2 separate regions of the Mus musculus genome follow, and region 1 is linked to region 2. A link is a contact called in public HiChIP or PLAC-seq data. All regions are on one chromosome and are shown on one strand. Each heading gives the region's core, a stretch centred on a gene start, on an enhancer-like site or on the middle of the called end of the contact. The rest is flanking DNA. Distances are from core to core; before and after follow the strand shown. Region 1 has its middle 9.9 kb from the start of Gm41286. Region 2 holds the start of Dap (death-associated protein).

Evidence for each region. HiChIP or PLAC-seq counts read pairs in DNA pulled down with a chosen protein or histone mark.
Region 1: an H3K27ac HiChIP or PLAC-seq map of embryonic stem cells shows a contact between it and region 2, with 7 read pairs. The contact joins the enhancer-like site here to the promoter of Dap in region 2. A contact is called at or near these places in 1 of 15 datasets of contacts at CTCF or cohesin (embryonic stem cells), 7 of 484 Hi-C or Micro-C datasets (the Ba/F3 cell line, LSK cells, embryonic stem cells and 3 more), 3 of 115 datasets of contacts at active chromatin or transcription factors (bone marrow-derived macrophages, embryonic stem cells and microglia) and 2 of 9 other capture datasets (adipose tissue and liver).

What each region holds. Positions count from the first base shown.
Region 1 is chr15:31,415,533-31,421,747 of GRCm38.p6, reverse strand. No RefSeq gene overlaps it. Among named protein-coding and RNA genes, the nearest start is that of Gm41286, 9.9 kb to the right of the region's middle. Within about 2 kb of position 3,452, at least 128 of the 459 cell types and tissues checked have an H3K27ac peak or open chromatin away from gene starts, as enhancers often do. A contact at or near this core is called in the Ba/F3 cell line, LSK cells, adipose tissue and 4 more, where this site is marked.
Region 2 is chr15:31,222,893-31,228,837 of GRCm38.p6, reverse strand. Dap (death-associated protein) reads right to left here and starts at 4,453. Exons shown (of 4, transcript NM_146057.3): 1 at 4,255-4,453. The coding sequence starts at 4,309.

The sequences.
Region 1 (6,215 bases), core at 2,203-4,702, 190 kb before region 2:
TGTCTGTAGATAGCTCTGCCACCCAGAAGCTCAGTGAGGAACAGGCAGAAGGTTCAGAGGGTCAAGACACTTGTTACCAAGCCTGACAGCCTGAGTTTGACTCCTGGAACCCACGTGGTGGAAGAAGAGCCCAGACTCCTGAGTTGTCCCCTGACCTCCACACACATGCTGAGGTATGGGAACACACATGCACACAATCAATCAATAAATATAACATTAAATAATGTTTAAATCAGCACGAGGAACATTGAGTCTCCTTGCATAGTTGAACGGTTTCTCTTTCTTGGTATCTGACTTGCAAGCCTAGAGCAGTCCATTTAGATGACAGTAGTGGAAGCATCTATTAAAGTCCAGCTGGCCTGTCAGAGGGTGTGGTGGTGTTAAAGAGTTGTCCCCATACTCTTGGGCATTCAGACACTGGGCCCCTGGTTCACAGCAATATTTGGATAGGTTTAGGAGTTATGGACTTGCTGGAGGACACGTGTCACGGGGGGGCAGGTTTTGCAATTTCAAAGATGTGTGCCTTTCCCAGTGTGTTCTGGATTCTTGCTATCAGTTCAAGTCTGACTCCCACATGATTACCACGAAGGAGAAACATGTATAATGGAGTAGAAAAGAGAACACATTAGCTTGGTATCCCATTCGTGAGTCATGTATCCTACACTCATCATCTAATACTGCCAATACTGGCCTCCTTTCTAAGTAGTTAGACTTATACCCATTTTCTCAGCTATGTGTATACATTACAGGCTAGGCTCTGCCTATGAGGGAGAGCATGGGATTTTTGTCTTTCTGAGTGTAGGTCACCTCACTTACGTTATCCTTCCTAGGTCCACTCATTCCTCCTAGCAGTTTCACGACTTCATTGTTTTTCATAGTTGAGTATACACAGTTGGGTGCTATCCCAATGTGTACATGTACATTTCTATTATCTATTCATCTCTTGATGGATATCTTTCTGGTTCCATTTCTTGCTCTTGTTACTACAGCAGCAATAAACATGAATGTGCCAATACCTCTACAGTAGGGTATGGAATGGCTGTGTCCATGTGGTAGTTCTGTTTTTAACTTTTTTGAGCAATCTCCAAACTGACTTCTGTATTTCTGTAGTAGTGGGTACTCCCAGCACCAATAAGTAAAGGTTTCTTCCCCTCCATACCCTCTCTGTCATTTGTTGTCAGACTTCTTGACAATAGCCATTTTGACTGGAGTTAGCTGGTATCTCAAAATAGCTCCAAGAAGCAGCAGGTGAGACTGCCTTGCCTTAAAAGTTCTCTGCATAGCAGAAGAAATGATCAGTAGAACCCACAGCCTAGGATAGGAGTCTCTTGATATCTGTACTTCAGACAGAGGGCTAACAGGCAGAACAAACAGCCCTAGCCCAAACATGAAGGGAACAATACTACAGATCAACAAAGGAGCAAATGCAAAACACGAAGAAGTAAAAATAGCCAATAACTATTCTTCAAAGTGTTCAACATCCCTAGTAGTCAGGGCAATGCAAACTGTTCCATTGGTTGACCTGTTTTCAATGCCAAGACCAGGCTAGCATCGACCCTACAGCACTGTAATACAACTTGAAGTCAGGTTTTGTGATACCTCTAGCTGCAATCTTTCTCTTTAGGATTGCTTGGGCTGGTCAGGATTTTCCTTTAAAATTATCAATGGAATTATTATTATTACTGGTTTTTTGAGACAGGATTTCTCTGTGTAGCCCTGGCTGTCCTAGCTCTTGCTCTGTAGACCAGGCTGGCTTTGAACTCACAAGATCCACCTGCCTCTGCCTTCTAAGTGCTGGGATTAAAAGTGTGTGCCACAATTGCCCAGCTGGAATTATTGTTTTTACTTTTTTTTATTTTATTATTAATGTATTATTTGCTTTTATTTTTATTTTTCCCAATGTGGTAAAATGTTGCTGCAGTTCACTTACATTTTATAAAAATTAAGTTTTTAAGTAATAAATATACTGAAAAAAAACTGTTGAAAATGTGGCTTAAAAGATGTTTTGAAAAAAAAAAACTTTGCCAGATTCTACTGTTTTAGAAATACTAGCGGGCTGGAGAGATGGCTCAGTGGTTAAGAGCACTGACTGCTCTTCCGAAGGTCCTGAGTTCAAATCCCAGCAACCACATGGTGGCTTACAACCATCTGTAATGAGATCTGATGCCCTCTTCTGGTGTGTCTGAAGACAGCTACAGTGTACTTATTTATAATAATAAATAAAATATTTTATTAAAAAAGAGAAATACTAGCATATGCATGATGCTATGCTAGTATGATGTCAAGTGAGCAGAGATTGAAGCAGTTCAGTGTTGCCTCTATACAAATTGCTCAGCATCCTTCCACTTCTGAAAAGATTTTTTTTTTAGGTCTGTTTTCTTTTTCTTCTTCTTCTCCTTCTCCTTCTTCTTCTTTTTTTTTTTTTTTAGTTTTTAAATTGTGTGTCTGTGTGTGCCGCGCGCATATGTGGGCTTGCATACGTGCAGTTGGCCATGGCGGCCAGCAGAGGGCATCATATCCCACGGAGATGGAGCTGTGAACTGCCTGTTGTGGGTGTCAGGAACTAAGTCTAGTCCTCTGCAAAAGGAGTAAGTATTCCTTTTGAAACCTACTGAACCGTCTCCAGCCACTGCCTTCTGACGATTTTTTTTTTAACTCCACCTTTACTACAGCACCGTATGTTCACAGACACTGAGTTCACAAGCCTCCAGGTGAGTTTGAAGGCTCTGTGAATATTATTAATCAGAGACATTCTGGGTTGCAAAACTGCTTTAACTAGAGGCTCCCAGGCTGACGATGAAGCGATGAAAACAGAGGCAGCTGATTGCCTGACTCACACGGAATAGTGCAGCTGCCCAGCTGCAGCGGCATCCAGAGGGAGCAAGGGGCGGGAAGAGCCCAGCAGGAACCTGCACCTTTGAAGATCAAGGGCAGGAGCTCTGTTTCCACTGAGGAAACGCGGGGCTTGGAGCTACATTGAGAGGCTAAGATGCTGACTCCACCATGGCAGCCACTGAAAGACTTCCAGGATGGGGATCTTTTAGAACCTTTTTAGTGACAAATGACAAATCAAGTTCAAAGCAGTTCAGACTGAGAGCAGAATGATGTAGGACTCCGCGGAGCTCCAAGTCTGGGGCCTTTAGGACTGGAACAGGCTTCAGAAGGAAGTGAAGACTTCCTCAGGCTCCGACTTTGATCTGGGGCTTGTCTGAGGTGGGCACTGCTCCTTCCGCCGGTGTTCAGGAAACCTCTGAATAGTAGAAAATCAGGCTGGTACAGCCTGAGACGGGGTGTACTTACTGAGTTTACAAATCCCTCAGACTCCATTCGGACTCAACGTGAGCAGCTCCACAGAGCACGAGTGGGCTAGCTTCAGCCACATGTGCACACTGGAGCAATCAGTCCTGTCAGGAACAAGTATGCCATGACACAGGCGGGCCTGGATCACATGACTGCCGTGCGACTTGGGTGGAGTGATGGAGCGGGCGATGGCATGCTGTGAGGAGAAGCCCTGCTCTACCCAGAACAGAACTTCTCTACAGGAAAGGGAAGTGTTCTTTCTTTTTTGAGAACAACAGATATGGCCGTGGGGAGGGCCTGGCCCAGATGGTCTGCAGCGATTACTCGGCAGGCAGCCAGGTGAGACTGCCCTGGTGCTGGGCGAGCCTACGAAAGCCTGAGAAATGTTTCTCAACTTGGCTTAAGACAAGCACTCCTACCCCACCCTGAGCAAGGGTAACAGCTCAAGCCTTCTCAGAATATGTGAGACCCAAAATAGACAAAGCTTCAGGAAGATAAATAAACCAAAAGAGCACTGCTCGACTTCCAAACTACAGGGTTTGTTCCTAGGCAGCCCGCACTCTCCTGCTGGGAGAGAAAAGAGCAGGGCTCTGTGGAGGGATGAGGGGAGAGGCAGACTCTGCAGCTATCTCTGTAAGCTCCTCCCCCTGTGGTGGGTCCAAGGGGTCTTAGCGGGGGTGGGGGGTGGGGGAGGATGCAGATCGATTTTGCAGGCGTGGAGTAGAGTTTAGAGTCAACCAGGCTGGAGGACAGACAAGATAAAAATCCGTCAGCCAGGAGCATGGACGCCAGCAAGATGGCCGACCCACATGGTTACAGTGAGACTCACAGGGGAGGGGGTGGGTGAGCCAGCCTGGCAGGGAGATCTGCTTGAGCCTGGGCCAGTCCTAGCTCTTGAGTTCACACTGTGGACACACAGAGAACTTGTGTTGGAGCCATAGGAGGTGAGAGCATATCTTCTTTCAGTTGGTTCTGGGATCTCACTTATCCCAGTGGGGGTCCCACTTTGGGTGCCTGAGAGAGTGGAGGGGAACAGGCTTCCTTGTGGACCCACATGCCGGCTTAAGCTAGCAATGAGGATGGACACTGGTTCCTCCCCATCCCCTGTTTCCCATGCCAAACAATGCTTTAGTTGCTGGAGACTGTAGCTGGTCCTTAGATGACCAAGATTCTGTCGCCATTCTCATGGAGATTTTGCTCTAGACTTCCTAGACATCTCTGGTCTTTGTAATCTTCACTGAAAGAATTCATATGAGGTCCACGGGGAACTTGGGGCTTGCGACAACACAAAGCAAAGGCTTAGACAATGGACAGATACACCACTGTGCCTGCCTACATTTTAGGGCGTCATTAAACTATTTCTTAAAATCCCTAAAACAGACAGCTTTTCTGAAGACTCTTTTCCTGTCCAGGTGATTGACAGACCCATTTGTTATTTAAATGAGAGGGCAGGAGTATACCATTGCTCTCTACTTGAATTCTTTGGCCCGATAGTCATCTTAGAAGGTTTCTTTAGCTATTAATGACCTAAGTATTCAGAACGTAGTGTCTTTCCTCGGGGGCCAGAAACATTACTCAGGACCTTTTCCTCTGACCAGGGATGTTACTGCAGCAACACGTCACGAGAAGAACATTTCTTACTTTCTAGAAGACTGGAACTTTTGCTGGACCTCACAGCTAGAGTTAATAACACACCTTAAGGTCACTCATGGCTTAAGATTGCTATCCTACTGTGTGCCTGTCTGTTTCAACTGCTTTTAAGAGAACTTGCTCTGGATTTCCCATGTAAGCAGCTTTTACAATTTAAGCCAATGCCTAGCTCTAATCTTAAATTATATACTCTTCCATGACCCTGACCCAAGAGTAGTGAGTGTGTATGGTGTGTGTGTGTGTTGATAACTATTTCTTAGAAACAGAAATATAGGTTGAAAGCGGTCTTATAAAATGAATGTCTACCTGTCTTAGGGTTTCTGTTGTTGGAATGAAACACCATGGTCAAAAGCAACTTGAGGAAAGATTTACTTGGCTTACGCTTGCACACTGTCGTCCATCACTGAATGAAATCGGGACAGGGACTCAGAGTAGGAAACTGGAGGCAGGAGCTGATGCAGAGGACATGGAGGGATACTGCTCACTGGTTTGCTCTCCATGGCTTGCTCAGCCTGCTTTCTTATAAAGCCCTGAACCACCAGCCCAGGGAAGGCACCACCCACAATGGGCTGGGTCCTTCCCCATTCAATCACTAATTTTTAAAAAGTGCCTTACAGCTGGATCTCATGGAGGCATTTCCTCTCACAGGTTTGTTTGTTTCAGGTAACTCTAGCTTGTGTCAAGTTGACATAAAACTAGCCAGCACACCACCATAAATGTTGAACACAATATGTGGGTATTGCTCAATAACCAGTGATGCTTATAATACTGTTAGTTAGTTAGTTAGTTAGCCAGTTGTCTGGGTTCACAGAGACCACACTAGAGGATCCTCCCTTGCAGGTTTCAAACTTTCAGTGCGTGAGGACTGTGCCGGCAAGCTCCTCTGTTTAATCCACCATATGTGGTGCTTTGACTCGGCAGCCCAGGACACTCCAGGTAGGCATACCCTTTTCCTCGGCTCTGTTGCCGCCACCTGGCCAGTCCCTGTTCCTAAAGCCATCTTTTAAGAAGCGACTGTCTTTTCCTCTGTGATACCCACAATAAGCCCGTGCCTTGTGTGTGACCAGGAACTGGGGTGGAGATGTGAGGTGTTAGGAATGTAACAATGAGGGACAGCTGTCCTCACTCAGGCAGATGGCAGCACCCAGGAAGACCCCAGAGTTGTTATGTTATTGCAACATTTCAGATTGGTCTCTGAGCGTGGTGTTTAGTGTGGTTACCCACCTCAACCAGCTAACAAGATTCTGAGTAACTGGGGTCTGGGT
Region 2 (5,945 bases), core at 3,204-5,703:
AATTCGTCTGCTCACGTGCTGTGCCTCACAGGGTTGTTTTCACACAAGTGAATATTCCCCTTGTCCATGAAAAGTTGTCTGATGGATGGATGGGAGACAGCCACCAACCCATATCAGGACACAGAGGGGATCTGCTGCAAAGAAAAGGTCACGCACAGAAGGTTCCAGAAGGGGTAAGTAGCCAGAGATGTCGAAGGAGCAGAGGCAGCACCTATTACCAGAAACCAGTCACAACAGGGTCTTCTGCCCCTCAGCATGCTGGGAGTGAAAGCAGAAGGCTCTTGAGCCCTTTGACCTGTGGTCAACGGCCGGCTCATTGGCTGAGTGTGGGTGTCTGCTTCCCATGAACATTACAGGAAGCTCGCTACCGTAAAAGGCAGATTCACCTTCCATTTACAGCAACAGGACACTCTGGATAATCCAAAAAAAACTTCTGTAAGAAAGTACTTCAGGGTCAATGACCATCCACGGGCTTTAATGGGTCCTGAAGCCATATCTGAATGATTAGTGTAATGGAGCTGGATTATCTGTGTTGCTGAAACTAGGGAGAGGTCTACTTCCAACTGTACTTGCCCCCCCCCCCCACAGCCACGTTTATGTTTCCTTTGGCTCCGTTCTGTGGGGGATGTGAGAACAGCTTTTGGGAGAAAGACACAAAATTAGCAACGGTGATTGATGGGATCATTGATGGGACTTGACTTACTTATAGTTTTGGCTCCCCTGGGAAATGGGTGCATGAGGCTGGGGCTATAGGCCTGCAACACGCATGTGCCAAGCTCTTCTTTATCCAGGTCACATGGGGATTGGCAGGGATGAGTCACCATGAGTAGTGTGGGCCACTGCATGGCTGCAGTTAGAACTGAATGTGGCTTCTTAATACATGGCTATCTCAGTCAGAGCCCTGAGGGGAATGCTCCCGCCCCGTCTATCCACACACATTTTCCAGTGAAGAGCAGCAGGCGGGTATACGTAGGACGGGCTGGCTTGCTGTTAGGGAGATGCGTGCAAACTACAATGAAATGTCACCTCTCACAGAAAGGTCTCTGCAGCACTGTGTCCTTCTGTCCTTCCCTCCCCTTTCTTTTGGCAGATCCTCCAGTAAATCCCACAGCTTGAAGAGTGACATCCAGGGAATGACATGGTCAGACTGCGAAGGTGCCAATCTCCAACAACTAGCTCTTAGGGGTTTAGCAAGTCACCTCAAACAGCTCCGCCAGAGATTTAAATGGCACCGTCCACAATATCTCGACATCGGACCATGGTAGCGAAAGTGCCGAGCACCTATTTACATCAGTAAAATGCTGGTGTGTTGTAACTTGGACCAGGTTCTAGTTACTGTTTCCTCCCTTCTGATTCTGCACCATCCAGCCCCCTGTGCAATGCGGAAGAGAGGGAGGCTTCAGGTAAGGTGGGAAGTGCACCCTGAGGAAATGCTTCTGGACCTGTTTACTGAGTGTCTGTTCCAGGCACTGTGGCAGCTGCCCCCTCCCCGAAAGGTACAGATGTTAGTAAGCCTGGAAACCAGAAGAGTAGGAGACAGTAGGTGGAGGAGCCATGAGGGAAACGGGGGCCCTGTAGGGACAGGGGAGGAGGGTCGTTAAAGAGAAAACATGAGAGCGGACAGCAGAAGAGCGGTGAGAGGATTTTATTATTTCCAATGAAAGATTTAAGCACAAGACTGGTACACAGCTTAAGCACTTAATGAAAGTGTTCCCAAAGTTTTTAAGGTGGTCCCTTTGACTTATGAACTGTGTTCTTGGCAAACCTTTATTCTTCGTGACTAGTGGGTGGCCGTTTCTTCTTTTAAAAAATATTTACTCTCCAGCACTGCTATTCTCTGGTGCTGCCAGACAGATAAAAAGCACCCTATGGCCTCCCTGACACAAACAGGCAGTGCCCTCGGTCTTTTTTTCTTTTTAAGATTTATTTTATTTATATGAGTATACTGTAGCTGTCTTCAGACACACCAGAAGAGGGCATCAGATCTCATTACAGATGGTTGTGAGCCACCGATTAGCTGCTGGGAATTGAACTCGGGACCCTTGGAACAGCAGGTCAGTGCTCTTAACCACTGAGCCATCTCTCCAGTCCCTGCCCTCGGTCTTCTGTGGATAGGGAGAAACATGCACACTAGGGGCACTGCTGAGAACCACTGCCTTCCCACCCACCCCTCTGGGCTCACAGGTCTAGCTGGCCTTGGGATATGCAGCATGTGACACTGACAGCTACTCTCCCGCCAGACTTTTGGGTCAGGTAAATGACCTAAGGTCACCTAAATTTATCTGTTTGATTAACTAGAGGAACAAACAGAGGCAAAGAAGCAAGAGATACAGCCCCAAGGCTGGGCCCAGCCGCGGGTGGCTGACAACCCCAAGGCTGGCCCAGAGATCCACCGTCAGCTACAGCCTCTAAATTCAGGTGAGAAACGCAGAGTCCCAGAGGAGCCCAGCGGTGTTCCTCAAGACTCTAACAATGTGCGCTCGTGGCTCTCTCTGCAGGCACAAACAATGTATTTCATTTCCAACCCAAAAGCCTGTTTACAAACTAAAGAAAAATCAGAACTCTCATGTCAAATTTCCCCCATGTGTGTTTTTCTTCCTCCGATCCTAAGATGTCCATGTGAATAGTCTCTACATGTAATTTAATTAGTGCTATTTTGACACAATGCCTTTCCAACAGCACACACTAATGAACTCCTTATCTTGGGAGAATCAGTCATGTGATCCTACTGTGCAGGCCACACCAAGCAGCTCAGAGCCTCAGGCAGGTAGACACAAACTACTCCTTTAGGAATTAAAGGTCAAGGTGTTCCTTAAAGGAAATGTTTGCTGTTGTTGTTTTGTTTATGTTTTTTTAGTAGATTTTTTTCATACAATATAGTCTGATTATGTTTTTCCTCTCTCCAACTTTTCCCCCAATTCCTACCCACCATACCTCTCTCTCTCTCTCTCTCTCTCTCTCTCTCTCTCTCTCACACACACACACACACACACACACACACAGAGTCCACAAAACCACAAACCAAAATACACAAGCAATACACTAGTAAGATTTTAAAAAATGCTCAAAGAAAACCACATGAGACAGGAAGTCTACAAAAATACCACTGAGTTCGTTTTGCGTTGGCCATCTATTTACTGGGGCATAGGGCCTACCCTGAAGGTGGTTTAATATACTCAGTGAGACGCCACTGGCGAAGCAAGCCGGTACCCATTGCGGACAGACTTGGTTAGGGATAGGAGCCAGTATCTTAAAGGTAATCTTTCCACAAGTTAATTTGTATTGTAAGAAGTGAGAATTGAACCCAGAGCCTTCCATACTCTAGCATAGTATCTTACACTGAACACAAAGACTCCCGTAGCTATAACTCCTAACCCCAGTTAGGCGAGTTGAGAAGCACTGTCATAGTGAATCAGCTTTGAAATACAGCATACTTTAAAGGCAGTTTCCTCTCTCCTCCTGTTCTCCAGTGGGGCCAGCAGCTGGAGAGTCTAAGTTTTTACTACAGAAAGATGGTACAGATGTGTCCCTACCCCACACAGTCCTCCAAGGTCTGCAGGGAGATGCCCTGGTTTTATACCACAGGAGACTTGGCTTCTAGGACCCACGGTTTCCAGGCTGGCTCTCTGTGGTGCTTCCACAGGTATCTCTGCCACCAGAAAGGGCAGTAGAAATGCCAACTCCTCCAGCCATGGAGGAACAAACAGGAACTGAGTGGAGGCGGCTGCCCAAGGCACACAAAGGTTGCTCACCATTTCCTAAGAGAGGTGGCTCTTTACTGGACTGAACTGCCAGTAAAAAGAAGTTTTGGCTCAGAAGTTCCGGGTTTGCTTTAAAAAAATACCGTTTTAACCACTTTCAAGAGGGAGTTGGATGCGAAAATTAAATGAATAAAGGAAGTCATGCCGGGTGATTAATGATCATAATTATTTCCGCTTCTTTGGTCTGTCAGTGTGAAATGCTGTCAGCCCACGATTAATCATCATGATACAACACTACCTTTTAATTGTTGGGGGTCTCCCACGCAAACATCTGTGCAATCTCATAAAAACTGCCTACTTTTGAGTTTTGACTTGTACAACTAGGGTGTCCCCGCCGGGGAGGGCTGGATCCCGCGACCCGCTCACCTGCACCCCGGGCCCGCTCACCTGCGCGCCTGCGCAGCACACAAGCAAGGGGCACCGGGGCACTGGGACCCCGATCCTGCCCTGTCCCCTCCCGGCGCCCCAAGACATAGTGCAAACCAGTCAGTACCGGCGGGCGGGTGTCCAGCTTTGGTCTCCAGCTTTCCTTCTGGAGGCGAAGACATGGCGCCGCTGGTTTTCGGAGGGGCGACGGCAGCCGCGGGGTGGGCGTCAGTGCGCGCGCGAGGACTCGGGGGAAGGCGTGAGGCGCGCGCTGCTCGGGAACGCGCACTGCCGCCCCGGGCAGGGGGGCGTGGCTCCAAACGGCTGCGTGGCACGGTCCCGCCCACCCGAACTCTGTGAGCCGCCTCGCCTCGCCCCGCCCGTCCTTGTGGAGCATGCGCAGCGGCCAGCGCCACGTACGACTCCAAGGCTATTGTATGGGAAGGATGACAGGGCGCGTGTGTACGTGAAGGGCGGGGCGGCCCTGCGACCAGCGAGGGGCTGGACCCGTGGTGCGTGTTCACTAGCCAAGCTGTCACTGAGGGAAGCGTAGCCTGCTGGTGGTTCGAGACCCCAGCGCGGGGTTTCGTTCAGAGATGGCAGCTCCTGGCTCCTTGGCTCACTTTGCAGCAAAACTTATCCGTTACTCTCTAGAACTCGCAGCTCTGCAAGATCAGCAGTCTTCTATCTTTAGAAAAGGGCCTGCCACCATCCCTTCCAGGCTGCACACGGATCTTAGACGACCCAGCTATTAAAAGAGGCAGGGTGCCACACCTCTCTACTCCTTCCTTACTCTCAGAACCTCTTGACTGATCTCTCAGAACCTCTCCCTGACCCCAGGCTGCCAAATCCGAAGGTCACTTGTCCAGTGCCTTTGATCTCGTAGGAGCACTGCAGACAGCTCTGGATGTTCTTTAGCTTTAGGGACGCCATGTCTCTGCCTTGTCCAGACCACCGTGGCTGCCATTCGGCTTGGCAAGCTTCTCTGTAGACTTGTAAATATTTGTATCTCCCGTGCATCATCCTTGGCCCTCTTCCCTACACGTTCCTGGGGTGCTTTCCACTGTAATGATGTTGGCGTCTGAGTAATTCATAAATTACTCAGAATTATTTAGCTCGCGGTTCTCAAGAGGCAAGTGGTTTGCAGGCTTGCATAGAAACAATTTCTTAGTCGAGGAGGTTTGAAGCCCTTGTGGCCATCAAATGCAACCTGTAGCACATACAACCCACAAGGCTTTTTTCGTGACAGGGCCTGGCAAACTAGCAGCTCATTGCTTATGGCTCCTTGACCCATATTGGTTGTTCTGATCCTTCTTTAGTGGGACAGGCCAGTTCTTCTGGTCTTGGCATCTGCTATTCCCATCACTGAGCACTGATTCCTCCAGATATCTACATGACTGACTCCTTCCTATAGTACAACCAGCTTGTGAAGTCAGCTGACCTGTGGGATCTGAGAATGTAGCCAAGGTGCCCGGCTCATGTTTCTGTTCATGTTTTTTACTGCCTCCATGCGATCAACCTCATCTGGCCGTCCTTATTTCTCTCTGCTCATTTACTGGAATTCTCCATGGACTGGACTGTCAGCTCCATGGAAGGAGAAGCCTGGTATATGGTTTTCACTTATATTCCAGGCCCTTAGCCATGGCAATCGCAAAAGACCCATATAATCCTGGAACAGAGAGGCAATGGGTCTCCTACAATGTTGTCTTAACAGAGAGCAACAAATGGGGCCTACACAGAAAATGGAGTGGATGCTTAGGATATAATAGTATATTCATTCACTTTCACTTGTGGAGGAGGCATGTGGGTGGGTGTGGG